3 separate regions of the Mus musculus genome follow, and regions 1 and 2 are each linked to region 3. A link is a contact called in public promoter capture Hi-C data. All regions are on one chromosome and are shown on one strand. The core of a region is the stretch at or near the end of the contact, and the rest is flanking DNA. Distances in the headings are between cores, read along the strand shown. Region 1 holds the start of Desi2 (desumoylating isopeptidase 2). Region 2 holds the start of Ifi214 (interferon activated gene 214). Region 3 holds the start of Exo1 (exonuclease 1).

Region 1 (3,106 bases), core at 322-2,821, 2.3 Mb after region 3:
ATTTCATTTATGCAAATGCCTACTCAACATCTCATGAGACTCTAAAAGGCACTGAAAATATAACATGACCTAACAGTAATTTCATTTCCCTTTCTAACCTGCTTCTCCCTCAAATGTTTGATATATTATGAATAACATACTATCTACCCAAATTTGTCAAACATCCAGGACCTATTTTTGAGACTACCCCTAACTCCCCCAACAAATTTAATGTCCACACTTTTTAATATAAGGCTGGTCACTAGACTCCCAAGATGAGGAAGAAACCAAGCCACAAATCCAAAGTGCCTTTTAAATCTCTTGCATTATATCTGTTAATAACCCATTGACCAAATCAAGCCAAAGCTTGCTAAAGACAGTAGAGAGAGGCATCAAAGGTCATATATAATTTGAGAAGCCACTTTTACAATTTACCACGTTAATGGTCATGTTTCTATTTCCCTTGCCTCATTAAAATTTCACACAGAAACTCAAGCAATTTTTAATTTTTTAAAGTTATTTATTTATCTGAGTACATCATATCTGTCTTCAGACATATCAGAGGAGGGCATCTGATCCCAAATATAGATGGTTGTAAGCCACCATGTGTTTGCTGGAAATTGAACTCAGGACCTCTGGAAGAGCAGCCAGTACTCTTAAGCATTGAGCTTTCTCTCTAGCTCTCAAGCAATCTTTTAAGAGACTTATGTACATATTCATGTCGTTCCTTGGCTCAAACCCTACCAACTCTTCATTTAAAATCCAACCTCAGAGTTTGGAGAGATGGCTTGCCCACTAAAAGTACTTGTTGCTCTGCAGAGGATCTCAGTTTGGTTCCCAACACTCAGGTCAAGCAACTTACAGCAGCCTATAACTTCGGTTGCAGAGCATCCCTGCCCTCTGTCCTCTTTGGTCACCTGCACCCCTTGCTGTCTTTGTCTCTGTCTTCTGTCTTTCTCAGTCTCTTTCACTCTTTCACACACAGAGACACACAAACACACACACAATTGATAAATCTAAAATGTAAAATAGATATTCAATCTCAGCTAACTGAAAACTCAGGATGTCTTCTGACCAGTTAACTGCCTGTCCACAGATCACCTCTTTGCTCATTATATTCTAGCCACAGAGAACTTTTATTTTGTTCCTTAAGTACAAAAAACATGTCTTATGTCTATGTACTTTTGTCTCCTCTAATTGGAATTCTTGGCTCTCTTATATTTGACTAGCTTTCTGTCATTCACGAAATGTGAATTCCGTTTTGAGGGTTAAAGGAGACTTTCTTACATCCTACTTTTACAAGGGTAACCTTCCTCCCTTTATTGCCTCACTTCTATATTTTCAAAAATTAAAAAAAAAGCAGAAGGGCTTTGGAAAACTTAGTCATCACTTCTTCACATTGCGTTGGATTCACATCTCACGCTACAAACACCAGAAACAGCACTGAAAACTAAAAGGCAAATGGAGTCTCTGCTCGCCAAGGACGAACAGCGAAGGTTCCCCTGACAAACTCTTCGCAGGACTTTCTGGGAACTGTAGTCTCCCAGGGAGACGTGAGTGCCTACAATATCCTGGTGAATGCTGGGATATGTAGTCAGACTGCTTACACGCCCAATAGGAATCGCGGGTTCTCCCTCTGCTTTCTGGGAACGGTAGTCTTTCTGCGACCTCGAGCCACCAGGGTGAAGAGGCATCCGGCCTGTCGCCATTTTAGGTCTCCAGCTGCAGAGCCTGAGAGCCTCAACGCGCAGGCGGGCTCATCCCTGGATCCTGGCCGGCCCCGCCTCCAGGGTGCCTAAAGCCCGCCCCTCGCCCAGGCCCCGCCTTCCCCCACGTGTCTGCGGCCGAGGGGAGGCGCCTGAGCTGGAGCTGCCTCTCCACCTGTCTGGCCGGGTCCTCGTACAGGTTTCTGACAGCGTCTCCCGGGAGCGGTCCCGGCTGCCGGATGCTTCCGCCCCGGCTGCGGTGGGCCGGGCTGGACGCTTAGTGCCCGGCTCGAGCCCTGCCTGAGGCGCCCGCGGGGGTGGCAGCGGCCTCCGCCCCGCGGAGACCGAGCGGCTGGAGGACGAGGCGGCGGCCGTGGGGAGAAGGATGGGGGCTAACCAGTTAGTGGTGCTCAACGTCTACGACATGGTGAGTGCGTCCCCTGGCGGCCCGCGCTGGCCGGCCCTGTCAGGGGTCGGGACCCCGGCCCGGTGCTTCCTGCCTCGCGCCTCCGCCTCCAGCTTAGTTCTCAGGGGTGGGGGGAGGGGACAGTCGCGCTGTCTTCTAATCCCGAGACTGGCCCGCGCGCCTCCTGGAGGTGTCCCAGTCAGTCCGAAAGAGGGCTTGGGCTCGAGCCTCGTCCCAGCCCTCAGCTCCCCTGGCTGTGGGCCCGACCCCTGGGCGGATGAGCCGTGTCCTATCCGCGAAGCTTCGGTCGCAGGGCGACCTCCCTCCCAACTGCCACCTGGCCTCTAAGCTGCTCAGCTCCCCTCTGCCCTGCTCCTGCTGGCCCTTGTCTGTCTCCAAATGCTCGAGGCTTCCGACAACTCTCAAGCCCTTCAAGTCTAGAAAGTCACAGCTTCGATGCGGATGCTAGCGTCTCCCCAGAGGTGAACCGGAGCCAATACACCCTCACCTCCAAGGCATCCTCATAAAAATGAAAGAAGCGAAAATTTATGTAGAAAATAGCGCCATTGAATTATTTAGCGATCACAGAGGTGATCCTAGAATCCGAAGGCCACTTTCCAGGTGATGCAACAGGTGGATGACGTGACCGCTAGAGAGGGAAAGACAGCCTTGTTTATTATGTCATCTAACTTTGAAGAACTGAAAACATTCAGGCTAGGGTTCAAAGGCTGGATCCCCTCAGGTTCCAAGTGCAATAATACCCCTAGAAGAAGCACCTGGTAGAGAATGATCGCCGCAGGGAGGCTACGTTTGGGTGTGTTCACTCTCCTTTGGTTACTTAATTTTTGTTTTGTAAAGGATAGCCTTCCCCTGAAAAGCCTGAAATTTCTTGGCTATGCATTGACACATGAAATTTCTCCAGCATTATTTCTGTTGGCTTAAAAGTACTTAGAAGAAATTCAACAGTAAGAAGTCTTGGCTCTTAATTACAGCTCTAAGCTCTTTCTTCTTTGTA
Region 2 (3,160 bases), core at 17-2,516, 2.3 Mb before region 3:
TGGGTGTGTGAGGGAGTACCCTCATAGAGGCAGAGGAAGAGGGGATGAGATAGTAGGTTTGAAGAGGGGAAACTGGGAAGGTGGATAACATTTGAAATGTAATAAAATAAAATAAAAATAAAAATAAATAAAAAAGAAGTACATCTCTTGATTGTTAAAAATAAGTAAAATCTTTTGCAGTGATTTAGAAAGTTTAGCTACAATAATTAATAAACTTAGCGAGCCTGGTCTAATGTTCACAGAACTTTGAAATCAATTAAGAGCTTCTATCCAAGTCCTCTGCTGTGGTACACGTATTCTTCAAACTGTTCTATAAATGGGCAAGATACATGTGTTCTAATTAACTTTCCATCACTCTATTACACTTCACCATTAGAGAACCAAAAGGAAAACAAAATGGCCAAAAACAACTTTCGTGATGGTAGAAATTACCAATAATGGAAATACCACCTTTAGAAAGGTGTGAAGAAGAGAACAAACAGAATGTGTTTGGGAAATGGTTAAACCATTGTGTGTTTATATATTATGATCCTGAGAAACTTCCTAGTGATAGGATACTAGAAAATTCATTTCATGTCCAGAGGCAGTTTTTATTCACAATAATTTTTCATGTCACTATCTTGGCTTTTTCCCACTCACCCACAGATCCCAGATAACCATGAACTCCCTATCCGAGCTAATTATAGCCTTCACATTATCCACTTATTCAGATTTATACTTAGAAAGTTCATTAAACAATCTAAAATATGCAAAATGTTTTATTCTTAGCTCATTCCTCTGTGGTGGAGGACTAAAGATGTCTGCCATCTTTTTGAGTGACTGACCCTAATCCGGCTGCTGTGGGCTCACTGCTGAGTGCAGCAGGCACCAGATCAGCACTGCCTCCTCCACAAGAACCAGCAAAGGTCTTTTCACTGTCCTTGTTGTTTTTACAGATGTAGCCAATATCTACCATATCTACAGAAAACAGGTAGAACTCACCTTGCTGGATGTTTCTCTAAGGATGTAAAGCTGAGATCTTCTACAGGGCAGGACTAGAGGCTTCTCCACTCCTCTTCCTCCTCTTCTCTTTTGTCCTTCTTCTTCTTAAAGTTTGTTGGGGACTGGGAGGAGTTGGTGTGTGTGTGTGTGTGTGTGTGTGTGTGTGTGTGTGTGTGTGTGTGTGTGAAGAAGATAAACCAATAAATCTCTTGGGAACTGGAAAATGTAATCTACAGAAATTCTCAGGTTAGACTCACTCCATGGACTGAGGCTTGCTGAATGTCTCAGCTGGGTGTTGTTTTGTGGGCAGAAGAGCTAAGAAATAGCAAGTTCTCCTCCCAGCAGAGTGCATCGCTTTCGATTTCCTCAGAGACTGAAACTCGACAGTTTTTTCCTGTATACCTTTTAGTCACCATAAGAAAGTCAGAGACAGTTACACTCCATTGATATGTTTTGCTTTTCTTACAAATCTTACAGGTACAAGAACCAAATATAAAAGCTCTGTATCCAACAAACTCACAAGGGAGTCACCAGGAATGTGCTCTCTTTTAAATAAAGATGAATCCCCAAAAGGCAAAGCTAAGTCACCAGGTCTCTTTCTTTCCTGCTCAGGATGCAGATGGCAGCAGGAGAAATTGGCAATTGCTAGCTGCTCTTGAATGAATTTCAAAAAAGAAAAAATAATCTGAGATGAAATTGCTTTTGGTTTAAACACTTCACTCCTTTGTTAGTTCCCTGGACTTTCCAGAGTACCAATGTTGTTAGAAACATAGGACTCCAACCTCACGTAAGCAGAAAGGATTTTGGCTTTAGCTTTCCTCTTTTCTGTTACTACTACTACTACTACTACTACTACTACTACTACTACTACTACTACTATTGTTAATTTATTTACTTTTAAAGACAGAGTCTCACTGTGTAGTCTTGGCTGGCCAGGAACTCTCTCTGTAGACCAGGCTCAGTTTAGGTTTAAATCTTTTACCCGGCTTTGGAAAGTAGTATTCTTTAACTGGTGATTGCCTTAGTTAAGAACTTTTAAAAACATGCCATCCTTTCATGTTTCCATCATTGGGAATTGCATTACCTTGAAGTATTTCTGAAACAATGTAGATGACTAGAAACTATGGATTTGCTGACTAGGTGCCATTTTCACTAGTTTCTTAGACTACATAAAATACTAATTAATCTCAAAAAGGAGAGAAGGGGAAGGAAAGCCAGAGAAGCTTTTCTTGGGAGAGCTAAGCCACTGGACCTGTGCTGTGTCTCCACCATTGATTCTGATTGCAGTCCTTTATTCATGGTGGATGGAGGTTGGAAAATACCATCTTTATCTTTCTTTTGTTTGGCCAATGTAGTTTTTCCTTTTCCTTTCTTCATCTTTTGAACTGATGTAGTAAAGAAAGGCCAGGGGAAGTTGATCCTACTGTTTCCGCTCAGTTCCTGCTTATGTCTCAGTGGATTTGCCTATCCCTGCTGCAGAAGCCCAACATAGCCACAAGGTAGCCAAAGGTACCAAGCTGGGACAAGCACTGTGGACAGTCTTTGTATGGATCATTCCAAATTACAGCATCAGAGAAAGAAATTATGGTTTAATTTGTGATGTGGCAAAGTGGTGATGTTACACTTTGACTTCTTATCTCTATTGCTGTTATTTGGTAGTCGATGCAGGGTCTGACTATGGAGCCCAGGCCAGTCTCAAAATTCAGCTCTCCACTATGCCTAATTTTATCATGTTTTCTTTATTACCAATTGACTTTATAAAAGGGACTTGCTCATATCTCTGAGATACAGTTTTACTTATAATTAGATATTGTCGCACATTTACCATCAGGATGAATATTAATAATGGAATCAAATAATAATTAAACATGAGTATTAACTTATTTAATGTTTTAATGAACTTTTCTCTAAATTAATTTTTACTTTTCACCATTTTATATAAAATTACTTTTTTCCTTATTATTTTCCACTTTCACTTCTTTTAGATTTAATTTTTATTATTTTAGGTGTATGAATGTTTTTGCCCACATGTATGTCTGTGCAACATATAAATGCCTGGTACCCAAGGAGGTGATAAAACTCCATGTGGTTGCTGGTAATCATACCTGGGTCCTGAAAGAGCAACAAATACTCTTAACAACTGAACCAACTCTTTAGCCCATAACATTAATTTTTATTT
Region 3 (3,367 bases), core at 173-2,672:
AAAGCTTTTTTTTTTACAGACATGGGCAGGGAAGATTCTTATTTTAAAAGATCCTGACAGAATGTAAAAGGTCACAGAAGCCCTGAAATTGGCAAGATTGATGTCACTGTTAGCAGAACTAGCTTCACTGATTTAGAAAAAATAGAGGTGCACAATGCTCTGGCCACTCCTTGAACCTGTGTGTCTGCCAATGTTTTGACCATTCCTTGAACCCATGTGTGTGCCCACTGCTGCACCTCACTGCCAGGTGTTTGTGATATTGGTTGCTGGGAGAGTCAGAAAATCTCCCCAGCAACCACAGCCCAGCCAATCCGGAGTTGCTACACCTGCACCAGACTCTTTCCTTGTACCCCTCCCATACCCATTTCTTGAGAATAGACATTGTTTAGATCTGGAAATCCCCTACTCCCCCCTTCTCCTTCCCCCCAGGGCCTATAAAAACTGAGACCCCTTTCCCCTCAGGGTCGACTCCTCTACTCCTGCGTGGGATGTGAGTCGTCCCCAGAGCTCTAGCTTTCCCCGAATAAAGCCTCATGTGGTTTGCATCAAGCTTGGTCTCTCATGAGTTCTTGGGTGTCCGCTATTGTCCTGAGGCCTGAGCGAGGGGCTCCTCTCGGAGTCTTTCAATTTCACACTTAGATAGCTTCAGTCAGAGGAGTCTGCTGGGGCAAAGACAGTAAGAGACTAAATTATGTACAGTCCGGCTGTGTGACTTCTAAAATTAGTAAGTTTTTAAAAGTCCATTAAGAAGAGAAACTAGAGGGGTTTTCTTTCCTTGATAACACTAGGAAATGTGACCCAATACAACCAACAATATACAGGGTTTAATAACTTGAACCATTGGGCCATTTTGTTTCTTAGTTATAAGGATAACATTTTCCCAACTCGTATCAGGGATAAAGCCATATAATGAATAAAGTGGGTAAGCGCAGACTATAATCAAACTATAGCAACATGAAAGCTTTGTACAAAACTTCAATTTGCATAGAGGTGAGGATGTTTCGGAGACGAAAGACTGTGGTGTTGGCCTGGAATTAAGCAACTATGAACTGGGCTCCTTTTCCGGGTTTAAAATAACAAAATATGTTTGACTCCAAGTTGGGAGTTCTTTAGCACGCATGTACCTGGATCCAGTGGCTTGGTCAAGGGAGAACTACAACTCCCAGCAGCACCGGCGAGAGCGCAACTTCCGGGCCTAGAGTTTCTCTTGCCCCCTCCCTTACCACCACCCCACTTCTCTCACAAACAAGCCGACTTTTCGCTTCTAGCGTCGCCGAGTTCGAGATGGCATTGGCCATTGGCGGCGGACTTCCTACCTTGCAAGGAAGGGCTCAGGACTCGGCTAAGAGGAAAGTCGGGTCATAGAAAGCGGGAGGTGGAGGCTGCGGCTCAGGACGCCCAGGGACGTCATGTCCGCTGGGCGGGGCTTCCCGATCCCGCGCAAATCGAAAGGTCCATGGCTGCGCTTGCAGCAGCCGCTCGCCGCCGTTCTGAACCCCAGGTGAGCGAGCGAGCCCCTATGCGGGCGGCCGGGCGGTCACTGGAGCAGCGGGCCGTGTGGAGGAAAGTGGGGTCCCCATGACTCTGATCCACGTGCCTTCTGCCCCTCGGCGCGAAACCCGGATCTCCGGGAAGTGAGCGGGAGCGTGGAGCGCCTGCAGGCGACTGCCTCGGCCTCCGGGTCTCCCGCTTTCCGCAGAGGCGGGCTGACGTGTGTCCTTACCAACACTCGTACCTAGCGATGAATTCCCTTTGTATATGCTCTCTCCTGTGCAGGTTTGAGGAGCCACGGCGCCTGGAATGGACTTGTGTGCTATGCCTGTTCGTTCGGGAGACGGGACTAAGGTGAAGCCGCTGCTGCTGTTACCTCGGGTACCACCGGCGACCTTCTGGTGTTGATGCGCCACATGGCACTCAGTCACTTCTATACTAAAGAGGAAATATTTATTCGAGATTTAGTTGGCCTAGAAGAAAGAAACTTAAGGAAATTTCACGAAATGTAATTATGTCCCTCCCCCACCCCAACCCCCCCCCCCCCCAGCATGCACGAAATCATGTTTTAGAGACGTTGTCTTTTAAACGTAGTGGACTCGTTTTACACAGACCCACCTGCACCCAAATTGGCTGATGTTTAAAATTACGGGTTCATGCCCCCCTTTAGGGATTCATAGTTAATGGGCATGACCTTAAAGGTAAATGAATCTCTCAAGTGTCAGGGCTGCTAGCTAAGGGCATGGCCACTTTCCTGTGGTGTCAACAGGGCACCTCTGGCTTATCCCATAGTCTTTAAGAACATGATCTTAGGTCTGTTGAATCAGGTGCCTGTCCCTGTGACCTCACTGCTGAGAGAGGGGAAGGTAAGAGTGGAAAATCCCAGAGAGCTCAGCCTAAGACCTAACTAGCCTGGTGGACGCAGCTCAAACAAACAAGGTGGACTGCCTTTCACATCCTCCGATTCAAACTCCATCACGCATGCATCATACACAGAAAGAATAGTTGCAGAGGGTAATAGCCTTTGCTCTTGCAACCATGAGGACCTAAGTTAGAATCCTCCCCCCAGCCCCCTCCCCATTAAAACCCCCTGTGCCTGAGCCTGCTGGTAACTGCAGAGATTGGGAGGCAGAGGTGGCAGATCCCAAGACCTCATTGGGCCTAGTTGGTTCCGTAACACCCTGCCTCAAGGTGATAGACAGGTAGCAATAGAGGAAGACACCCAATGCCTTGCTCTGGGCTCTGCATGGATGTACCCACACACTCATTACATGCACACACTCCCTAATACAAATACCTGATCTTAGATGGTAATACTGTATTGGGAAGTGGCAAGCAGCTGCTGGAGTTGGAGTAGGAAGGCGGGGGTGGGGTGGGGGGGGGTGTTAGTTGCTTTGAAGGGGCTGCCATCTCCAGGACTTCCATGTAAGGACCTAGAAGGGAATGGAAATTATAACTGTTTGTTTCTTGAAGCTGTTTTGCACATCAAACACGGCTTCATGTGTCTTTGGTATAGCCTTCAATGAATCTGATGAAATTTCCCCTAGATGCCACCATGGCTAATTACCAGGGTATTGCTTGGAATAAACCATTCTGGTAGTGTGGGATTGCTGACATGCTTTTCAGTTGAAATGTCTGTCCTTCTCCAAACTTTGGAGTTTCTACACTGAACTTTGGATGCGCCCCTTTAATATAGGGGTGAATATGATACCATAGCATGCAGTGTTATAGGCTCATAGTCCTCTTTTTATGAAAGGAGAGACTCAGTTTTAATGTCTGAGTCCAAGTGTTAAGAGAGATAAGAGCCCACGTTAGGATTGTAAGTATGGAAGCATTTTTGGAAACAAATAACCACGAAGGAACTCCCCAGTGGTGT

What was found. Promoter capture Hi-C pulls out the DNA fragments that hold promoters and counts their contacts. Capture Hi-C pulls out chosen DNA fragments and counts their contacts.
Region 1: a contact with region 3 is called in a promoter capture Hi-C map of liver, with 2.1 times the contacts expected there. The contact joins the promoter of Desi2 here to the promoter of Exo1 in region 3. A contact is called at or near these places in 1 of 39 promoter capture datasets (pre-B cells) and 1 of 9 other capture datasets (liver).
Region 2: a contact with region 3 is called in a promoter capture Hi-C map of hippocampal neurons, with 10 times the contacts expected there. The contact joins the promoter of Ifi214 here to the promoter of Exo1 in region 3. A contact is called at or near these places in 3 of 39 promoter capture datasets (hippocampal neurons, liver and pre-B cells).

Annotation. Positions count from the first base shown.
Region 1 is chr1:178,185,846-178,188,951 of GRCm38.p6, forward strand. Desi2 (desumoylating isopeptidase 2) reads left to right here and starts at 1,572. Exons shown (of 5, transcript NM_024282.3): 1 at 1,572-2,112. The coding sequence starts at 2,071.
Region 2 is chr1:173,534,691-173,537,850 of GRCm38.p6, forward strand. Ifi214 (interferon activated gene 214) reads right to left here and starts at 1,267. Exons shown (of 5, transcript NM_001024721.2): 1 at 982-1,267.
Region 3 is chr1:175,879,356-175,882,722 of GRCm38.p6, forward strand. It overlaps Exo1 (exonuclease 1), which reads left to right and starts at 1,423. Exons shown (of 15, transcript NM_012012.4): 1 at 1,423-1,501; 2 at 1,777-1,845. It overlaps Gm36360 (a long non-coding RNA gene), which reads right to left and starts at 1,400. Exons shown (of 3, transcript XR_373723.2): 1 at 1,317-1,400.